3 separate regions of the Mus musculus genome follow, and all the other regions are linked to region 3. Evidence: chromatin contacts called from public promoter capture Hi-C data. All regions are on one chromosome and are shown on one strand. Each heading gives the region's core, a stretch centred on a gene start, on an enhancer-like site or on the middle of the called end of the contact. The rest is flanking DNA. Distances are from core to core; before and after follow the strand shown.

Region 1 (2,700 bases), core at 66-2,565, 2.0 Mb after region 3:
TTCCCTTGACAAGCTGGTGGAAAGGCCAGTGGCTAAGAGCCCACCTCAAAGATCAGGAGACAGGGTCTCAGAGGACTTACAAGGTCTGTCTAAACTCACTCGGCTGGCAGGAGGCAGAGTCATTTTCTAGGACTCTATCTACAAGCCTGAAGAAAGTAGTAGACGTCGAATAAATTATGAACTCTAGCCTGGGCATTACCAAATTTTAACAGGTCCCTCCTACACATAATTGAAGAGGTGGGAGCGAAGGTGCTAGCAATATTTCTTTCACAGAACTGGTACTCAGTAGGTACTCAAAACAGGATCACTAAGCTGAAGTCGCCTAGAAGGGAAGGGCAGCAGAGGGCCTCCCTCTCCACTGTCAGCAAGGAGGCCTGCTGAGGAGACAGACCCTCACCTGCCTTTCCAGATGGTAACGCTGCTGACGACATTCTGACCTGCCTGGGATGCTGCTGTACCAAGATCTACAAGACAGATAAGACAGACAGACAGGCAAGACAGACAAACAGACAGACAAGACAGACAGACAGACAAGATAGACAGACAGACACTGCTGCTGACATTCTGTACCAAGATCTACAAGACAGACGGACAGACAGACAAGACACACACACACACACACACACACACACACACACACACACGTACACACACACACACACACACGTACACAGCAGAATGATCTGAAGTGCTTGGACCCCTCCCACCACCCCTCAAAACAAAAAAACAAAGAAACAGGGTTAGCCCCAGGGAATGGGCAGTGACCTCAGAGGTAAAGTATGTCATGAGCCAGTTCTGGAACATCAGCGAATTCAGACTAAACAGTGGGGGTGAGCCAGCCCCTGGCCTTGTGCTGAGCAGGGATGGTTACGGAGTGCCTGCCCTGGTTGGCAGGATCATCTGAGAATATACTAGAAACAAGCCACCAGGCAGAGATCCCTACGCAAGAAACATGGCAGGCTCAGCAGCTACTTTCCCTCCAGCTTCAGGGATTCCCACGGCTTCTTAGATTCCTGCTCCAGGAGCTTGGGTTGAAACAGATAATGGGCCCCCTTTGCTGAGGGAATCTGCAAGGAGACTTGATGAAGACCTGCAGGCTGCTGCAGCCAAAGAAACCATGCCTGCGTGCCAAAAGCAGACAATGGGAGGGGGCGGGGCGCAATCAGGGAGCATGAGCGAAGAAGAAGAAAGAAGACGTTAAGGAAGGAAAAATATCTAAGGCAGCCACACTAAAAATACTTTCCAGGCACATACTTCTCTCAGTGCATAGCAGTTCTTTCAATTAAGGATGTGTCATTTCCTGGGTTATTAAATCCAGATCATGGAACATTCCACTCGGGGACAGTAAAGGAAGGGTCACGTTCCCAGCCTCTCCAAGCACCATAAGCAGCGGAACACAAGAATGGTGGTCCTTAGTGTTCAGATCACTGAGCTGCATGCAAGCTTCCCTTCAGGATGTGATACTTAGAGGATGCCCTGCCTGGCACTTTCCCTTGTATGCCCAGCATCCCCATAACCACCTAGAAGGGCGTCAACCTACCAAGCAGGTAAGACCTCGTGGGAACCATAATTGGCGTAAGAGATAATAGTTCTGGCCACTACAATTAAAGCCAGTGAGCTTCAGCCTCTTCTGAAACCAAAACCTCACCAGACTCTAAGGAACATACAGATCTGTTCCATCCGGTCCTCTTCGTGCCAGGGGCAAAGACTTGTGTGCAGGAGATGGCCAATAGTCTCAATATCTGTCTGATCTGTCTGTCTTCATCTGCTACCCTCCCTCCATCTCTCTCCCATCCCTTCCTCTCCCCAGACCCTGAAGACCACAAACACAATGGGGGTTCCTGTAACAGCTCTCAAAATAGTTAAGGAGCCTGGGACTGTAGCCCCATCCCCACAACTTGCATTTGAAACACTTAGCTTGCACCTAAAATGAGCTAAAATTTGGACAGATGAATAAGGAAGAAACTGGATGGCAAAACAGGCTTTTGGAGTTAACACAAAATCTGAGCGAGTAAAAGTCTACACCATCCCTGTGGGCTGTACATGAACATAGGGCTCCACAAGGGTAGCTCAATTGTGTTTGAACTGCGCTCCTTACCCTGCAGGCCCATCCTCAGGCATGAGTCCTAATCTACTCCCCACCCTCTGTCATAACACCGTCATTAACACTGTCATGCCCAGTTCCCTTGCCATGGGTGACTGAAGTGTCCCCAAAGAGTTAGGGACAGAGCAAATTTAGGGCCCTCTGCTGGAAGAAACAGGAGACCAGATAGAGAGGTAAAGGTAGATACAGCCCACAGGTATGTGACAGAGGACATGCCTGCCAGGTTCCACCTGCGGTCCCATCTCTCCTGTTGTTAAGCCAGCTTCTGTCACAGGTCAGAACCCATCCCTCTAGGCAGGAACTTGCAGCTTCATGGATTTAGCTCTGTCATTTCCGGTCTACATTAGTGAGGAAGCAAGCATTGCTTCACCGAGACTGCACAACTGTGTGTGCTACTAAGATCCAGTGGGAAGCATGGAGCAGTCCTCCCAAATACTCTACAATGAGGACTCCCTCAGGACACGGGATGACGGTCCTGTGAACGACCATGACCAGAAGCTGAGGGTGACCACCAGTGCTCAGGACAGGAACGATTCACCACCATTACAAGATCTGTTTGTGTCCGACATGGTGCTAGGCATTTTATATATTTTCTT
Region 2 (2,700 bases), core at 101-2,600, 2.0 Mb after region 3:
AAGACTGGAGGAGCAAGTTTAAGGTTAGCTTCAGCAGACAAGTGTACAAAAGAATGGAATGTGGTCCCTCTAGGTCAGGCATCCCTGAGGTTTTTCTATCTCCTTAATTAAAAGATATTTAGTAACACCCCCGGGGCCCAGCGGAGTCACGCGCGCGCGCGCGCGCGCGCACACACGCACACACACACACACACACCTATATGAAAGGACTAAAAATCTAAAGTATTGACTCTCAGTGGGACATATTCCTTGTGTTTGGCCCAAATCACATAGCCAAAGTGTGGACTTCCAAATACCGAGCCTGAGTCTAACAGGGGGTTGCATTTCAATTACGGGCCACGGGTCTAGCAGTCTGCGATTGAGCCACCCGCCCTCCCACAGATAAGACCCAACCAAGAAGTTTTCAATCATCACCACCACACACCGTTAGTGCGCTTCCCCAAAAGGAAATGGCCTTATCGCGAATAACCTGGAGGGCAGAAAGGTGATCTAACCACCTTAGACAGGGAGAGACTACGGAGGTTTATCTGGGGTTATTTCCCAACTCCAGTGTTTCCTGTGAAAGGCTTTACAGAACCGAGAGCCAGCCACGGGTCATATCCGAAGAGTGTAAAATTGTTGTTTCGGTTGTTAGCTGAACGAATCCCATTCGCCTTCCAGGGAACTTTTCTGTACTCCATTCACCTTCCAGGACTTTCTATTGCTTCCGATTAGCTCTCCCCAACTCTTTCACTGTGAAGAGCAAGGAGTGTTAACTCTTGGCGCACAGGGTCTGCGGAGCCCCAGGTCTCCACGCCCAGGCACAAAGCTTGTCTGCTTGCCGCGCCGCGCCACGCTTCCGGGGCGCAGAAAGAAAACTGTCTTTGGCCTTGACTCAGCGCGCACCGAGCCCGCTTGCCCCGGAGCGCGGCGGTTGGGACGGGGTGGCAGATGGCACAGAGCGCTCGGCGAATGGCGCACCTGGATGCGCCCCACCGCGATCCCCTCGGAGCTCCAGTCACCCCGACCTCCATAGGGACGCAGCGCGCCGCCACCCTACGAAACCACCCCGTTCCCACGCGCGTCCCAAGACGCTCTTACCCGGGAAATGGCGAGAGGTTGTTCGAAGTCCTTGCCGCCCACGAGGCGGAAACCCCAGGGACCCGGGCCCTGGAGAACAATCTGCTGGGTGGTCATCGCTAGGCACAATCGGAAGGGACAGACAGGCAAGGCACAGAACTGCACGGCGCGCGGGGCTCCCGGAGCAGCTGTCGGAGAAAGAGCGCGCGGCGGGAGTTGGGAGATCCTGGGACGGGCGGGGTCGCGAGCGAGGGCGGGGACAGATCCGCCCCGGCCGCGTCGCTGCAGCCCCGCCCGGCCCGCGCCTCCACTCCCAGCGGGCCCGCAGGACCTCGCCAGACTCTAATCCGGGAGTTAGGCTCTTCAACTCCGCCCAGCAGCCCCGAACCTCCGCCCGCACCTCCTCCCGCCCTACCCACAGCCTTCTTGCTGCTCCCAACCCGGCATGAAAGCTAGGTGAGACCTAAGCCTTGTCCCCACCTACAGCAGACCTTACAAACCCACGCGTTGTGCTTTGCAAAAAGTCGAAAAGGATTGAGCGAGGTCAGAGCGGTTTACACTTTTGGAAACCGCAGAGCCGTTTAAGAGGCGCTTTCAAGTGATCTCACCTGACGCAATTAGGCGCTTTATCTCTAGTCCCATTTTAGAGATAAAGTCATTGAGGCTGCCCGAGATTATAAAGCACCCCTAAGGCTACGCAACAACTCGGGGTTGCTACTGAATCATTTTCCAGGCTCCTTGGGCCACCCTGGAAGCTTTCCAATGCTAATGGGACTATAACGGTTGGGGGGGGGGGTAGTCAGGGGGTTATAATTAGGCTCTACGAAGTTCCTAGAAACCTTTCCTCCTGGCTGGAGTTGAAATTGAAGGTAGGTGAATTCTGACGTTCCCAACAATTCCATCATGAAGTCCGGGGTGGACCAATGCCGGGAAAGCGGTGAATGGAAATTCCAGGGTTCAAAGCTCCCTATCAGTTTCTTCTGTGAGCTGCCCCCAAAATAAGTTCTCAAAACAGATTAAACCACAACTCATGCTGTCCACTGATGCTTCTTCACCCTGAGTAAAAATCCAACCCTTTAAATGCCTCTAAGGCCACTCCAAGAACGACTTGAATCTGCTGTAATCTGTCTCCAACTTTGACCACACTGGCCTCCTACTCAGAGCTTTGCCATCACGTGTATCCTTCCCCCAGATAACTCAAGGGTTTCTTGCAGATACCATCTTCTGGTTAAGGCCATTTCTGAGAGCCATTTAAACATCCCCTCTAGACCCCCTTTAACTTCCACTGCCTTAATTCTCTGCCCATCCCTGTGTAGTCTATAGTTTACTTATTAGTTTGTCCTACCCACATTCCTAAGCGCTAGTTTCAAGACCTGACGGGTTTTTATCTTGCAAACAGCTCACTGCGGTGTTCCCCGCCTAGAATAATCTCATGATGGATGTAATACATTAGCCAACCTTAGGACCACTGACCCCCTCGTGGTTTTCCTGGTTCCCATTCATTCGGGAAGCTGGACACAGGTTGAATGGATTTGTGAAAAGTGCAGCTCCTCGCGACCCCCCGCGGTCCTGGCCAATCTTTTGCGGGTCTCTGCACAGATTTACATATGAAAGGATCATCTTGTCCCTCACCCAACACAA
Region 3 (2,700 bases), core at 33-2,532:
GGCATCTGACTCCAGCATTACACAGAGTTTGGAACACACATGAGCAAGGGTACAGATGATTTTACTACTGTATATCATCAATAGTCAACTCCTGCAGCTGAAAGGAGCCAGTCCAGGTCAAGTGATAATATTTTTCAGCTTTGGTATTTGTGTCAGTAAGTGTACAGAATTCGTAACACACATTAATAGGGGTAAAGGTGGGTTGCAATCTTTATTGCTGAAAGGACCCAGTCCAGGTAAAGAGACATTAACTTTAGCATCTGTGTTGGCAAGTACAGCTAGGATAGCCAGTGTCTGCGTTCTTGACTACCTTCTGTTTGTCATTCTGTTAAATAAGGTAGCTATGTCAAATCATTAAATTCTGTGAGTCTCTGCAACTCCATTTTCAAACTTGGGCGTGTGAGTATATACCTCTCTTCCTTATCCCACCAAATGCTAAAGAGAAGGCAACAGCCAAGCTTTGGAGACATAGGTTTGCAAGCCACAGTTCTTCCTGACCGACAGCTATCATTGCCTTATACACCTAGACGTCACACCTTTTAGCAGATCTCATCAAGGCTGTTCAAATTCTACTACCCTCTAATCCATCCTCACGTGCTTCATATATTGATGGTGGAAAACCGCAGTGTGGAGCCTGGAGCAGTTGCAGAATCTAAGGTCTGGCTGGCACAGACGCGTCTCCTACTTCCCCACTTATGTAAAGGTTAACATAGAGGTTATGTAAAGAAGCCCAAACCTCAAGCTTACATAGTTTGGGGACGGTACCTAGTACAGGAAGACCTGAAACTAGTAGAACCTGGAACTAGTAGATCATCTTGACCCCTCATTCCAGACACCTCTTCTCTGCTCCGACGCCACATTTCTTTTTATCTCGGGCAGCTTCATCCATCCCTTGAGCTATCTTAACCCAGTAGCTTCACTAAAAAGCTCTCACTCAAATCATGCTATCAACTGACTGGAATTAAGAAAATCTCGAGAATAGGGCATCTGCTGCCTCCCGAATCTGTCAAAATAAAAATGAGACTCAACTACTAAGAACCAGTTTCAAAGTCCTCTCTGAGATCAAACACGCCCACGGCCCTCCTTACACACCCCTTCCCTTCCGCTCTTCTCTGTCTGGCAAGTTCGCCCCCAAGAGTCCTGACAGCTGCAGCGACGAGCCACGGCCTCAGCGAGCCGCTGCAGGTCCGCGCCGGTCCTCCAGAGCCACGCAGCGCCGCCGCCCGCGCCACTGTCACCGCACGCTGCACGCCTGGCCCTACGGGTACCGGCTGGGAACCGCTTCCGGCCCGGCTCAGAGGCGTGTCACATCGATAAGACACCGTTCTCCGGCGCGCCGACTCTGTGCTGCAGCCAGAATGGCTCGGGGGTAAACAAAGACGGCGGAAGAAAAGGCCCGGAAGAGGAAGCAGAGGCTCCCTGCTTTGGTCCCTCATTTTTCCTTTGGGCCATCTCCTTTTTCCTCTAGGGAATCCAATATGTAGTACAATGTGGCACTGCCCAGCCCACGTCCTTCATTGGAAAATGTATATTGCTATAGAGAAAAACCCCGCCTGTCACCTGCGGTCCTCTCTCTAGTAACCTTAGTAACGCCTCCACCGAGCATCCTCGCCCAGCCAGCAGCTCAGCCTCAGATCTGCCTTATCACCCCCTCTTTTTCCCCTACGAAAACAGTGCTCATAATTAGAACAGAAATAGCTTCCCCGCGTTCCGCCACCCACACAATAGATACTGTTCCAAAGGCAGTGCTGGCGGCTGAAGAGATCGAGTTGGCAAGGAAAAGAAGAAATGGGGAATGAAAAAGATTTCACAGGGTCGCAGATTCTACGCCAATAAGCAACCTAGCACACGCAGAAAGGGCATCCAATATAAAATTTAAGGAAAAAAAAAAAAAAAAAAAACACCTCAGGCAGCCAGAATTAAATTATTTTAAGCTCCACTGGGTTGTTCCTGCATTGTGTTTGCCCTACACCGTGACGTCCCATTCCTCTTTCCACTGGGTACAGATCTTGCTTCTCTTCAATACCAGCAGTTATTCATCTCGCACTCCGCAGCCAACACTGTGCCTTTGAAATCACAGGAGCTACTAAAACATTTGCTGAACAGAACTGGCATGCTTCTCACTTTTACAGCGGGTCCATGTTAAGGAAGAACTCTGAATCTTAATACACGTTCATTTTAAATCTTTTATCCTAACCAGTAGATAACAATATCCCTGTCAATCAGTTCAAGACTTTTTTTATTCCTGGCAGCAAATCATAGATACACCCTGATTTACATAGAGCAGCGATTGCAATCTTGTTAATTACAAAATTATAAATTTATGCATTTCAAGGTGCATTTGAATTATACTACAATAAAAATGTTTCCTTTAAAAATGTAAATAGGAAACCTCATAATTTAATATTATTAAAGTATTGAGTTAATTTGTCAAGCAGTCAATTTTTATAGATATCTAAAAACCAAATACTTTGTCCTTTTATCACTAATAAGAACTCCTGTAGCCTAAATGAAACTCTTGTATACCAATATTTGACATGCATTAGCATTTTTGTTCCTTTTTAAAAAACATCTTTTATCTATTAACTTCTTTTTAGTTTTCCAACAACCCTGTGCTGCTGTTGTAGGCCCTGCATTTAAATTTTTTAAAGATGTTGCTTCTGTGTCATATGTGTGTGCCTGCTTCTCCATGTCACATTA

What was found. Promoter capture Hi-C pulls out the DNA fragments that hold promoters and counts their contacts.
Region 1: a contact with region 3 is called in a promoter capture Hi-C map of the 3T3-L1 cell line, with 6 times the contacts expected there. The contact joins the enhancer-like site here to the promoter of Fra10ac1 in region 3. A contact is called at or near these places in 3 of 39 promoter capture datasets (the 3T3-L1 cell line, hippocampal neurons and maxillary cranial neural crest) and 2 of 115 datasets of contacts at active chromatin or transcription factors (extraembryonic endoderm stem cells and large pre-B cells).
Region 2: a contact with region 3 is called in a promoter capture Hi-C map of liver, with 2.2 times the contacts expected there. The contact joins the promoter of Pdlim1 here to the promoter of Fra10ac1 in region 3. A contact is called at or near these places in 3 of 39 promoter capture datasets (embryonic stem cells, liver and pre-B cells).

Annotation. Positions count from the first base shown.
Region 1 is chr19:40,240,201-40,242,900 of GRCm38.p6, forward strand. The region is part of intron 4 of Pdlim1 (PDZ and LIM domain 1 (elfin)); the gene reads right to left. Among named protein-coding and RNA genes, the nearest start is that of Gm41845, 30 kb to the right of the region's middle. Within about 2 kb of position 1,316, at least 138 of the 459 cell types and tissues checked have an H3K27ac peak or open chromatin away from gene starts, as enhancers often do. A contact at or near this core is called in extraembryonic endoderm stem cells, where this site is marked.
Region 2 is chr19:40,270,266-40,272,965 of GRCm38.p6, forward strand. It overlaps Pdlim1 (PDZ and LIM domain 1 (elfin)), which reads right to left and starts at 1,351. Exons shown (of 7, transcript NM_016861.4): 1 at 1,081-1,351. The coding sequence starts at 1,176. Gm41845 (a long non-coding RNA gene) reads left to right here and starts at 1,301. Exons shown (of 3, transcript XR_877853.2): 1 at 1,301-1,515.
Region 3 is chr19:38,222,870-38,225,569 of GRCm38.p6, forward strand. Fra10ac1 (FRA10AC1 homolog (human)) reads right to left here and starts at 1,283. Exons shown (of 14, transcript NM_001081075.2): 1 at 1,093-1,283.